Linked DNA regions of Mus musculus: region 2 is linked to region 1. Evidence: chromatin contacts called from public Hi-C data. All regions are on one chromosome and are shown on one strand. Each heading gives the region's core, a stretch centred on a gene start, on an enhancer-like site or on the middle of the called end of the contact. The rest is flanking DNA. Distances are from core to core; before and after follow the strand shown. Region 1 overlaps Gm41600 (predicted gene, 41600). Region 2 has its middle 140 kb from the start of Gm27217.

Region 1 (5,031 bases), core at 1,161-3,660:
TAGGGATGATAGTACCATATTTAGGATAGTCGGTTCTAAGTGGTTGTTTAGAAAATAAACTAAACTCTGGTTGTAGAATCATATAATTTGCTTAAATTTAACTTTTTAAAATGTAATTTTCAGAAGTAAAGCAAGAGATGACAAACAGGTTGTCAATAAACTTTTACTAATCCATGTAATGTCAAAAAATAAAGTATATACAAAAACAAGCACGTGTGCACACATATTCATGTATAAGAATTTATATGTAGATACACATACTTAGACAAGCTCTGCTTTATTCTTCAGCTTTTAAAACATAGTTTTATAAATATTAAATTAGCTTCCTCCTTGTTTTATTCCTCCTCTTATTCCTCCTCCTCCTTACCCTTCTCTTTATCTTCCTTCTACATAATATTCTTATTCAGAAAGAGTCTTTCTTTCTTTCTTTCTTTTTTTTGAGGATTTGATTCTTGTGGCTTTATTTTTTTTAAATTAGGTATTTTCCTCATTTACATTTCCAATGCTATCCCAAAAGTCCCCCATACCCTCCCTCCCACTCCCCTACCCACCCACTCCCACTTTTTGGCCCTGGAGTTCCCCTGTACTGGGGCATATAAAGTTTACAAGTCCAATGGGCCTCTCTTTCCAGTGATGGCCAACTAGGCCATCTTTTGATACATATGCAGCTAGAGTCCAGAGTTCCGGGGTACTGGTTAGTTCATTATGTTGTTGCACCTATAGGGTTGCAGATCCCAGAAAGAGTCTTTCTCTGTAGCTCTGAATATCCTGAGATTCACAATGTAGTACAAAGTGCCCTTGAACTCATGGGAATATGCCTACCTCTACCTCCCAAGTCCTGAGACATGCCTAAATTGAATTTCTTATTAAGGAAAGCAAATCAGAATGTAGCACTTGCTAAGAAATTGATTTGATTTGATATTGAAAAGACTATAGGGAAGGATATACCTGTAGCAGTTAGATTTCTAAGTTAAATGTCCTATCTTAGGAACTGGATATTCTAGATATGTTTCTGAAGATGTCCTTCATACTCTTAAATCCTTGCCTTCCCTGGATGTCCTCCTGAAGATGTGCCTTAGATCCACAGGTTCTTGCTTGCTCAGATGTCACTTTCTCAGAAGGTTCAATACTGAATTTCCTTTTAAAGTTGTGTTCCCAGTCACTCAGATTTATATTCCATGCTAACTTTTTCCTATAGCATCTATATTCTACAAAATTTTAATTAAAGCATTTAATTGTATGTAAAAAGTTACCCAGGCCTAGCGATATGGCTCAGTGGTTAAAACCATGGGCTGCTCTTCCAGGGGTCCCATGTTCAATTTTCAGCATCCAAGTTTGATTCTCAGCACCCAATTCGAGAGTTACAGCCATCTGTAACTATAGTTCTAAAGGATCCAACACCTTTTCCTGACCCTCTTGCACATCATGCATGCACATGGTGTACAGACATACATGCAAGTAAAACACTCACATAAAATAATTACATCTAACAATTTTAAAAAGAAAATTTTTAAAAAAGCCACTCTTGAAAGTAAGGATGGTTGATGGGGCATAAAGTTGGTTGGTTCAAACAAAGTAATAAACAACAACAAAGATACCTAATATAAAAAAAAGAATAGAAAGATGGAATTTATTAGAGTTGTTGTCAAGTGTCAAGTTCTGTGGTAGATTGCTTACTTAATATACAAGTAACCCTGCATTAAAGTACCAGCAACATCGGAGCGCAAAGAAGGTCTTTATTGGTTCGTATAAAGTCAGGAATAGTCATTTATTGAGATGGTGCACCCATGGTCTCACACATGTCAAAGAATATTCTGTTTCTTTCTTTTCTTCTGTTTGATTTCCTATTTATCCCTAGAAAATATTTTGTATGCAACATGAAGGATATGTGAATCTCTTGACGTACATTTGCTTCTGAATCAAAACATGTTATTAGAGTAAGCAGAAAATCGCACGATCACTTACAACCAGAGAGACATCTTACCACCTATAATCTAAGCACAAGATCTGTTAAAAAGGGATTTCCAGCCATTGCTAAGGACCTGCTCTCCATTCGATAACTGTAAGCCCTAGACTCCAATGACAGACAACTGCATTCTTTGAATGGTTGTTTTTAAAAATTGTTCTTAATATTAAGTAAAGTGGGCTCAGCTCTTTTCTCTGAACTGTCCTTTTCTACTGTGGCTAATGTACATTCCCGCCTGGAACATCATTTGAACCTCTGGTAGATAGCTATGTCTCCCCTCTGTCTCCTTTGACTTGAATGGATATCTCCAGGTTGTATGCCTTTCCTCACAGGCATTCCTTTCTAAACCTCTTATTTTTTGTTAGCCTCGACTGAACTACCTACAGCCTACCTTCTTAAAGGAAACATAGGCTCTGATAGCCTCATCTGAAACAGAGCCATTTCTTCAGAGAACAGGATCAGTTCTTTTGTTGAATTTCTCTTTTACACTGAGAAAGCCTCTTCAAAACTGACAGGTGGCTTTTGCGATTGCTTAACTGGTATTCCCCAGTTTTCCAGCTATTTGGAAATTTACCAAATGTCATCATCAGACCCCTGCACAGATGTACCAAATATAATGAAGCAATTATTTAAAAGAACATAAAACTAATTGTTTAAAAAAAATTTTAAACCTCTCCAAGTCGCTCCAGCTGTTAACTGTGACCTGTTTTCGGCAGGAAGTTTACCAGGGAGGAAGAATGCACTGTCTGCAGGTGTGAGTGCCCCTTGACATGGGTAACTCCAATTTTCTTTTTTTTTTTTGTTTGGCTGTTCATATTTCATTTTTTTATTTTTTTAATTCTTTCATTATGCATACAAGGACTTTATTAGGATGGGAAAGCAACTACTTTTCAAAGTTACAATAGATACTAAAGTGTTATAAAATTATAAAATTGGAAAAGGAGATCCCAATGGACATACATCCACCTGTCATTATATAATAAATGTGCTGATGATATTTTTATTGTTACAGGCTTAACACAATGTCAAACTGCTTCTTTGTGTAAAGGTGCTGTTCAAGGGAGAGCATGATGCAGGCGGCATTAGTACCATTGCATTTCCTGATAGTGCGATACAATGCATTGTCTGATTATCCACACAGGTTCTGTAACACACCACATCGCCATCCAGCCATACGTCTTTAATGAAACTTCAAACCTTTGTGCAATATCAATCTGCCAAAGAAAAGTAGTCCCTTTGCAGGTGATATAAGCAAACTCAGCTGCTTCCCTTTTAAACTTACAGTTTCATCTTCCACAATCAATCTAGTTGCTACGATTATCTCTGTGACAGCTGTTAAGTGGAGAGATGTTTAATTCTCCCTAGGTGTTATTATATACTTATTTTATGTTCATTTGTTTTCACTCATCTAACTGCTTCATTGGAATGAAATCTCCCCAATGGCTGCCTTGGGTTATGAGAACTCCACATCTCATCCCTGAATAAGTCTTCCCTGACCTGAAAAAAAAGGATTTTACTGCCCTATAAAAATAAATCTTTTCCTAGGTCTGTTCTACTACTTATGATTAGGTCCATATTTCCCAAGAAGGTATTCTAGTATGATGTAACAGTCTATGACAAAAGGGTCCTCGGATCACATAGGCCTGAGCCATGTATCTTAGTCTCTTTCTAGAAGATCACAATTCCCCAGTGAATAATGAAGACTTTTGAAAGCCTGCGGATGAAGAAAATCTACCCAAGGCAGTGTGCCTCACCCTCTGTGACTTGTGTATATCACCCACACCCACCTCTATTTCCCACAGGTGGCTCCCATTGACAGCATTTGACAATCAGTTGAAATGCTGCAACTCATAGATTTTTAACAATATTTCATATAAGGATGGCTTCTATGTGGAGCAGAGCTTTCTTTCTTTTTTATTAGGTATTTATTTCATTTACATTTCCAATGTTATCCCAAAAGTCCCCCACATGCTCCCCCATCCACCCACTGCCACTTCTTGGCTCTGGCATTCCCCTGTACTGAGGCAGATAAAGATTGCACGACCAATGGGCCTCTCTTTCCACTGATGGCCAACTAGGCCATCTTCTGATACATATGCAGCTAGAGACATGAGCTCTGGGGGGGTACTGGTTAGTTCATATTGTTGTTCCACCTATAGGGTTGCAGATCCCCCCAGCTCCTTGGGTGCTTTCTCTAGCTTCTCCACTGGGGGCCCTGTGATCCATCCAATAGCTGACTGTGAGCATCCAATTATGTGTTTGCTAGGCCCTGGCATAGCCTCACAAGAGACAGCTATATCTGGGTCCTTTCAGCAAAATCTTGCTAGTGTATGCAATGGTGTCAGCGTTTGGAAGCTGATTATGGGATGGATCCCTGGATATGGCAGTTTCTAGATGGTCCATCCTTTCATCTCAGCTCCAAACTTTGTCTCTGTAACTCCTTCCATGGGTGTTTTTTCCCCAATTCTAAGAAGGAGCAAAGTGTCCACACTTTTGTCTTCCTTCTTCTTGAGTTTCTTGTGTTTTGCAAATTGTATCTTATATCTTGGGTATTCTAAGTTTCTGGACTAATATCCACTTATCGGTGAGTATATATTATGTGAGCAGAGCTTTCTAAGTGCAAAAAAGTATATCAGTGGTGTTTCTTTACTGTTTAGGTTCTTTATGGAACATCTCTTCATTCAATAAATTTTTACATAGTGTTTGTTATTCTAGGGTGTAGGTATCAATCCAGAAAACGCAAATTTTCCATCTTGGTGATATTAGGCATGTTGCATTGGGAGTAGGTACACATTAATCTCTCTACAGATGAAGAAAATGATGCTTGGTGGTCTTACTGAAAGTTCCCCTAACATCACAGAGACATTACTCATCGTAGACAGATATCTGAAAACATATGTAGACCTCCTTATGAGGCTCCAGACTCCCAGGTGCTGACCATTGCTGCAGCAGTTACAGCTGAAACACATAGTAGATGACATCAGGGGAGTCAAACCCCAAACTCAGAGACAGCTCATCAACGCTATTGACCAGAAGATTCTTGATTACCTGTTAGAATGCCTTCA
Region 2 (5,031 bases), core at 1,472-3,971, 150 kb before region 1:
CTTTGCCACCTGATTTTCCTCACGGGGATTCAATACTTGAGTGTGGGACAGTAAGAAAACAGTCTTAGATCTTTCTGTGACTTGATTGTCCCTTCTATTCATAAGGCTAAGACAAAGCTGTAGCACCTTTGTAATGATAGAGTACCATAAACCCATGACTTCCAACGTCTTCAGATCATTACATTATCAGGAGTCTCATTCACCACAGAGAAGATGGAGCACGGAAGCAGCCAGACAAGAGAATACCAGTATGAAATGCATACTTTTCTCTTCATATATAAACCCAAGATTATGATCTTACATCAACATTCTGGAAACTTCATGGGGGATTGAAAGATGAGCAGGGAAAGTTCTGCCTTCCTTTTGGACTTGCCTTCATCTCCAGCTTGATTGATGGAAGCAGCTCAACTCTACCTCTTAGTACATTTAATCCTTTCTCTATTCCCATAAGAAATTATTGGTCTAGGGGGAGAAAATTAACTCCTGTTTAAATCATACTACTTTCTGTTAGATTTGGGTTTGTTTGGTCAATTGACATTTGTGGAGTGCTGCTTAAAAGCAAGTGGTAAGAATTCTTGACCCCATGGGAGTTACAACCTGGAGACAGGGAACATGATAAAAAAGCAATCAAATTTAAAATACGGCAGATGAAAATCAAACAATGCCTAATGAGAGCTAATGACAGCACTGTTCATGCATGTATGGGAAATCAAGGAAGTCTCTTAGAAGAGGTGAATGTGACCAGCTCCTGAAGGACAGACAGGCCACTCTGAGCTCCAGTGGACTTGTGCTCAGAAACATATGCTCAGTTGCTCCAATCACATCAAGGCACGACACAAGGGAGGTGAACCTGCCATTTTCCAAAAGCTTAGAAGGCAATAAAAAAAGACTTCTTTTTTACTCTCCGTGAGATTTTGTTCCATGTTTTTCTGTTGTTAAAAATATCCTTTATTAAATCATTGGCTAAACAATCAGTTTCTGAACTGTCTCTAAACTCCATGTGACAAAATAAGAGCTAGAAACTATCTATTCATCTAAGCCCTGAATATTTCACTTAAAATTTGAATGAATTGTTACATCTAAAACTTAGGTCCCTTCAGTTTACACTTTTCCTCTTTCCTTATTTGTTTTTGCTAACTTCCAAGGGCTTCTGTGATCCTTTAAGAGAAAGAAAATGAAGAGCCAGATGGATTTTTGTTGGTTATTATTCTTGTGCAAATGAATTAGATTGCTAATCTCTTGGGGGGGGGGGAGTCAGGGAGAGAGACAGAGACAGAGGGATAGCGACTGAGACTTAGGTAGAGGCAGAGACAGATAAGAAGGGCAAAGTAGAGAGAGACACTGGGTTTGAGGATGGGTTTCCTGCAGAAGTCAGATGATACTAATTAATTTTTTTTAAATGTCCACAAGCTGCTGAGAAGCATGTGCTACGGGGAAACTGCTATAGCCATGCGCCATTCAAACCTGGGTTGTTCTATTGAACAAACAGGCAGAACAAAAGGGAAAGGAATCAGGGGATTGGGCATGGACTCTTTGGGGAGCTTTCGGCCAGGCACCTATTACCTGACAAAGAAACCACATGGAGGACACCTCCCAAGAAACAGTGAAGAAAAGGGAGGGGGAGCTGCTGAAAGCAATGACAGGAAGCCTTAGTTGTTTTGAAGTCCGCTACTTGGAGAAAAGCAAGCCATTCTTTTTAATATTGAAGTTTGGGCTAACTTAAACTGAAGTAGCCCTATTCTCTACTGACCTAGCTGTGCTTCTGACATGACTCATATTGCAAGTGAATGTGAGAGCATCAGAAAGCTTTGTTTGCCCTCAAGAGAAAAAGTAGTATATGAGCAATTACACCTGCATTTGTCTGCGAAATGGGTCAGTAGGTCAGTGTGTCTGCTGCTAAGACTGAGGGTCTGGATTCTGTCCCCGGGATGCATAGAGCAGAGGGAGAAGAATTGACTCCTAAAGCGGTCCTCTGACTTTAACATACATATCCTGGCACAGATGTGCATGCGCATGTTTTACATACGTTACATGTTCATAGGTACAATTAAAAAATAATAATTACTAAAGCTCTGTAGTCTTGATTCCTGGCAACTGACAATGTTGTCCAGGATTGGCAAGACTGCTTCCATTTCTACCCTGAATATTGTTTACCATGTAAAACTTCCAAACAAACTGTGAGGTAAATAAGAATTGTGGCCTGGAAATGCCTTGACAAATACAAAAGCTTTCATTCCTTAAATGGGATCCCTAGAACAGCATTGAGAGAGAATGTTTCTATACCTAGAATTGTATTACACACACACACACACACACACACACACACACACACACTCACACACACACACACACACACACACACACACACACACACATTGCATTCATCTTGTTGCACGGACAGCTACAATTTTTCCTTGATATTTAAAGTCTCATGTATGCAAGAGCAGATTCCTGTCAATGTCGCAGTAGCTTACTTCTCCATTGAATATGATCTTAAAGAGGGGAAAGTCTGTTTAAAGGGGCATCTTCTGGCAGTCGCCACTCTAAGCATGGTTCAACACCGTGAGGACCTGTGCGGGGGCTTTGACAGATGCTACATTAGACCAAGTGTTGTCCCATCAGGAAGTCAGATCGAATAAGTCTATTTGAGAATGGATGAAAGGGGCATGGGAGGCCCATCTGCGAGTAACTGGTCGTGTTGTAGGCTCTTACCCTCAAAGATGAAAATGCCTAAACGAATGAGCACAGTCTAGACTTAATTCTACACCAGAAATGCTCCCTCAGGAGATTATGAATGCTTTGACTTATGGAGTCTAAATACACTTCTGAACCCTATAATGAGAGCCAGACAGCCTTTCCCCCAAATACTCATTAACAACTTCAATTTTTTTTCCCTAAAATACGGACACTACGCTGTTCCAAAGGAAGATTTTTCTCTGCATAAGAGCAATGATGAGCACAGAACAGCTGGGTTCCGCTGTCTCCTCAATCTACAAAGCTTACACCATGCTAAAAATAGGACCAGTGACTGGAACCTGAAGGAAGGGTCTCCAAACCAGGTGCCAGTAGGTATACAGCAGGTTGCACAAAAGTCTAAGCATCAGGAGAGACTTTTCACCGCTCTCGATTTCCTGAACAGCAGTCCTGAAGCCTGGCCACAAGAGGGAACCATTGTTCAAATGTTGGAATCATTTTTTTTTCTTCCCCCTCCCCTCCCCGAGGAACTCAGCCAGCTCAAATCCCTCTTTAATGTAAGAACCTGATCAAAAGGCTTGAACAAAAAAGTAGAGACAGATGTGATCACGGACACAGTTCTATTTTGGATGGCTGAATGATCAGCTTTTAAATACCTGAGTAACCAAAGGTCTGTCATCCAGTAACAGAAACCAGAGAGGCAAGGCCTTGTACTGACAATAGAACGTCGGGCCTTTATTTTATTTCTTTCATTGGTTCTACTTTGTCTGAGCTGAGGAAAACTTTTAAAACCAAACAGCAAATATTAGAATGTAAGGAAACAAACAGAAATGCAGACTTTTAAGCTCAAGATTGTCTCCCGTCTGTAGCAAGTGATAATGCTGATCAGAAACGGGAGAAGGGCGCATGTGTCCTAAGGAGTTCTTGCTTGCAGCCCCGTGAAACAGCGCGACTGGCAAAATGCAGACTAATACGATAGAAGGCATACAGGATGGCTTCCTGGAGGTCGTGTGCCACCAGGCTGGCACAAATCCAGTTTCCCAACCAGAAGAAGGGCAGAATAAACTGGAACGTGCTTGATGCCAGTCGGGCTTTCATAGGAAAACAGATGACGGCTAAGATTATTAATCTTGACAGTTTCCTGATTTATTGGGATGTTGTCATCTTCTCCTTTTGTATAATTTGCCAAATGATCATAGTATTAGACTTAAGGAGGCAGCACCCAGGGCCCCCTTCTTTGGCATTTGCTTCAACAGTAAAACATGAAGGCTTGTTTTGAGGCAAAGGTGGACAAATTGAATTTTCACAGATGTATTATCATTTGAGAAATACCAAGTCATGTTTTATTGTGACTTTTGATGTAAAGATAGCTTTATATGTATTAATTATAGAAAACTGCTCCATTTATTTAATAAATATCAGGCCAAAGGTAAGAAATTTAAAATCGAGGTCTCTAGCAATCAAAAGCAAATGTTACTGCTTAGACTAGGATACTGATAAACAAAGAAAATAATCAGAAAATAGCAGCTAGGTTTAAAAGCCATTCCTCTGCACAGTGATTTCCCAACAAAACAACAACCTGCATGGGAATTCTTTCTTTGAATTGCTCATGTAAAATCACAGAAATAATTTTGAGCTACTTCACCATAGATTCAAAATAAGGAATCATTTGACACATTTTATAAGTGGTTGCCTTCACCAAAGTATTTTTTTATATTCTATTTTTTGTAATCCCTTGCATTTAAAATAGCAACAACAGAAATTAATCTTCAGTTTTTAAAAAGGAATTACAATTAAAGATATTTCCAACTAAAAAGAGACGTTATCCCCAAAACAGGTTTAGCAAACTATAAAATCTCTAAACTTAAAATGCTATAATTGAACCCCCTCCTCTTTTATTAAGAAAAGCCATGTCTGCACCTATGCTTTGAGACATATTATGCAATAAACAGCAATCAGCCTAAAGATGCCATATCAAACAAACCAAGTTTTGTTTTGCTAAACTAAGCAAAATTAGTTGAATGCCCTAAGTAATAGTTGCTGGTATTTTTTTTTCTAAATTATTTCTCCACTTGTTTTTGTGTCTATGCATAAATTAAAAATCTGCTGAAATTTATTATTCATCGGAGATGTAATTAATATGCAAAATTATGCAAATTAAGATGCAATTAGGCTTCAATTCTCTAGTGGAATTTTCCATTATAATTTAATACAAAGTAATAGAGTAATTGGTGTCACGTGTAATTACGGTTACTCACGTGTACTTGCAGACGTGCAAATGATGTGGTATATGTTAGTTACCCTATGCAAATGGATCACACAATCTCTTAATACTTG

The links. Hi-C and Micro-C count contacts between places; a contact is called where the count stands out from the background.
Region 2: a Hi-C map of double positive thymocytes shows a contact between it and region 1, with 7 times the contacts expected there. The contact joins two enhancer-like sites. A contact is called at or near these places in 1 of 15 datasets of contacts at CTCF or cohesin (thymocytes), 7 of 484 Hi-C or Micro-C datasets (CD4 T cells, cerebral cortex, cortical neurons and 2 more) and 4 of 115 datasets of contacts at active chromatin or transcription factors (SST interneurons, double positive thymocytes, regulatory T cell precursor and 1 more).

Annotation. Positions count from the first base shown.
Region 1 is chr17:52,314,785-52,319,815 of GRCm38.p6, reverse strand. The region is part of intron 2 of Gm41600 (predicted gene, 41600); the gene reads right to left. Among named protein-coding and RNA genes, the nearest start is that of Gm41600, 13 kb to the right of the region's middle. Within about 2 kb of position 2,410, at least 8 of the 459 cell types and tissues checked have an H3K27ac peak or open chromatin away from gene starts, as enhancers often do. A contact at or near this core is called in double positive thymocytes, where this site is marked.
Region 2 is chr17:52,460,106-52,465,136 of GRCm38.p6, reverse strand. No RefSeq gene overlaps it. Among named protein-coding and RNA genes, the nearest start is that of Gm27217, 140 kb to the left of the region's middle. Within about 2 kb of position 2,721, at least 29 of the 459 cell types and tissues checked have an H3K27ac peak or open chromatin away from gene starts, as enhancers often do. A contact at or near this core is called in double positive thymocytes, where this site is marked.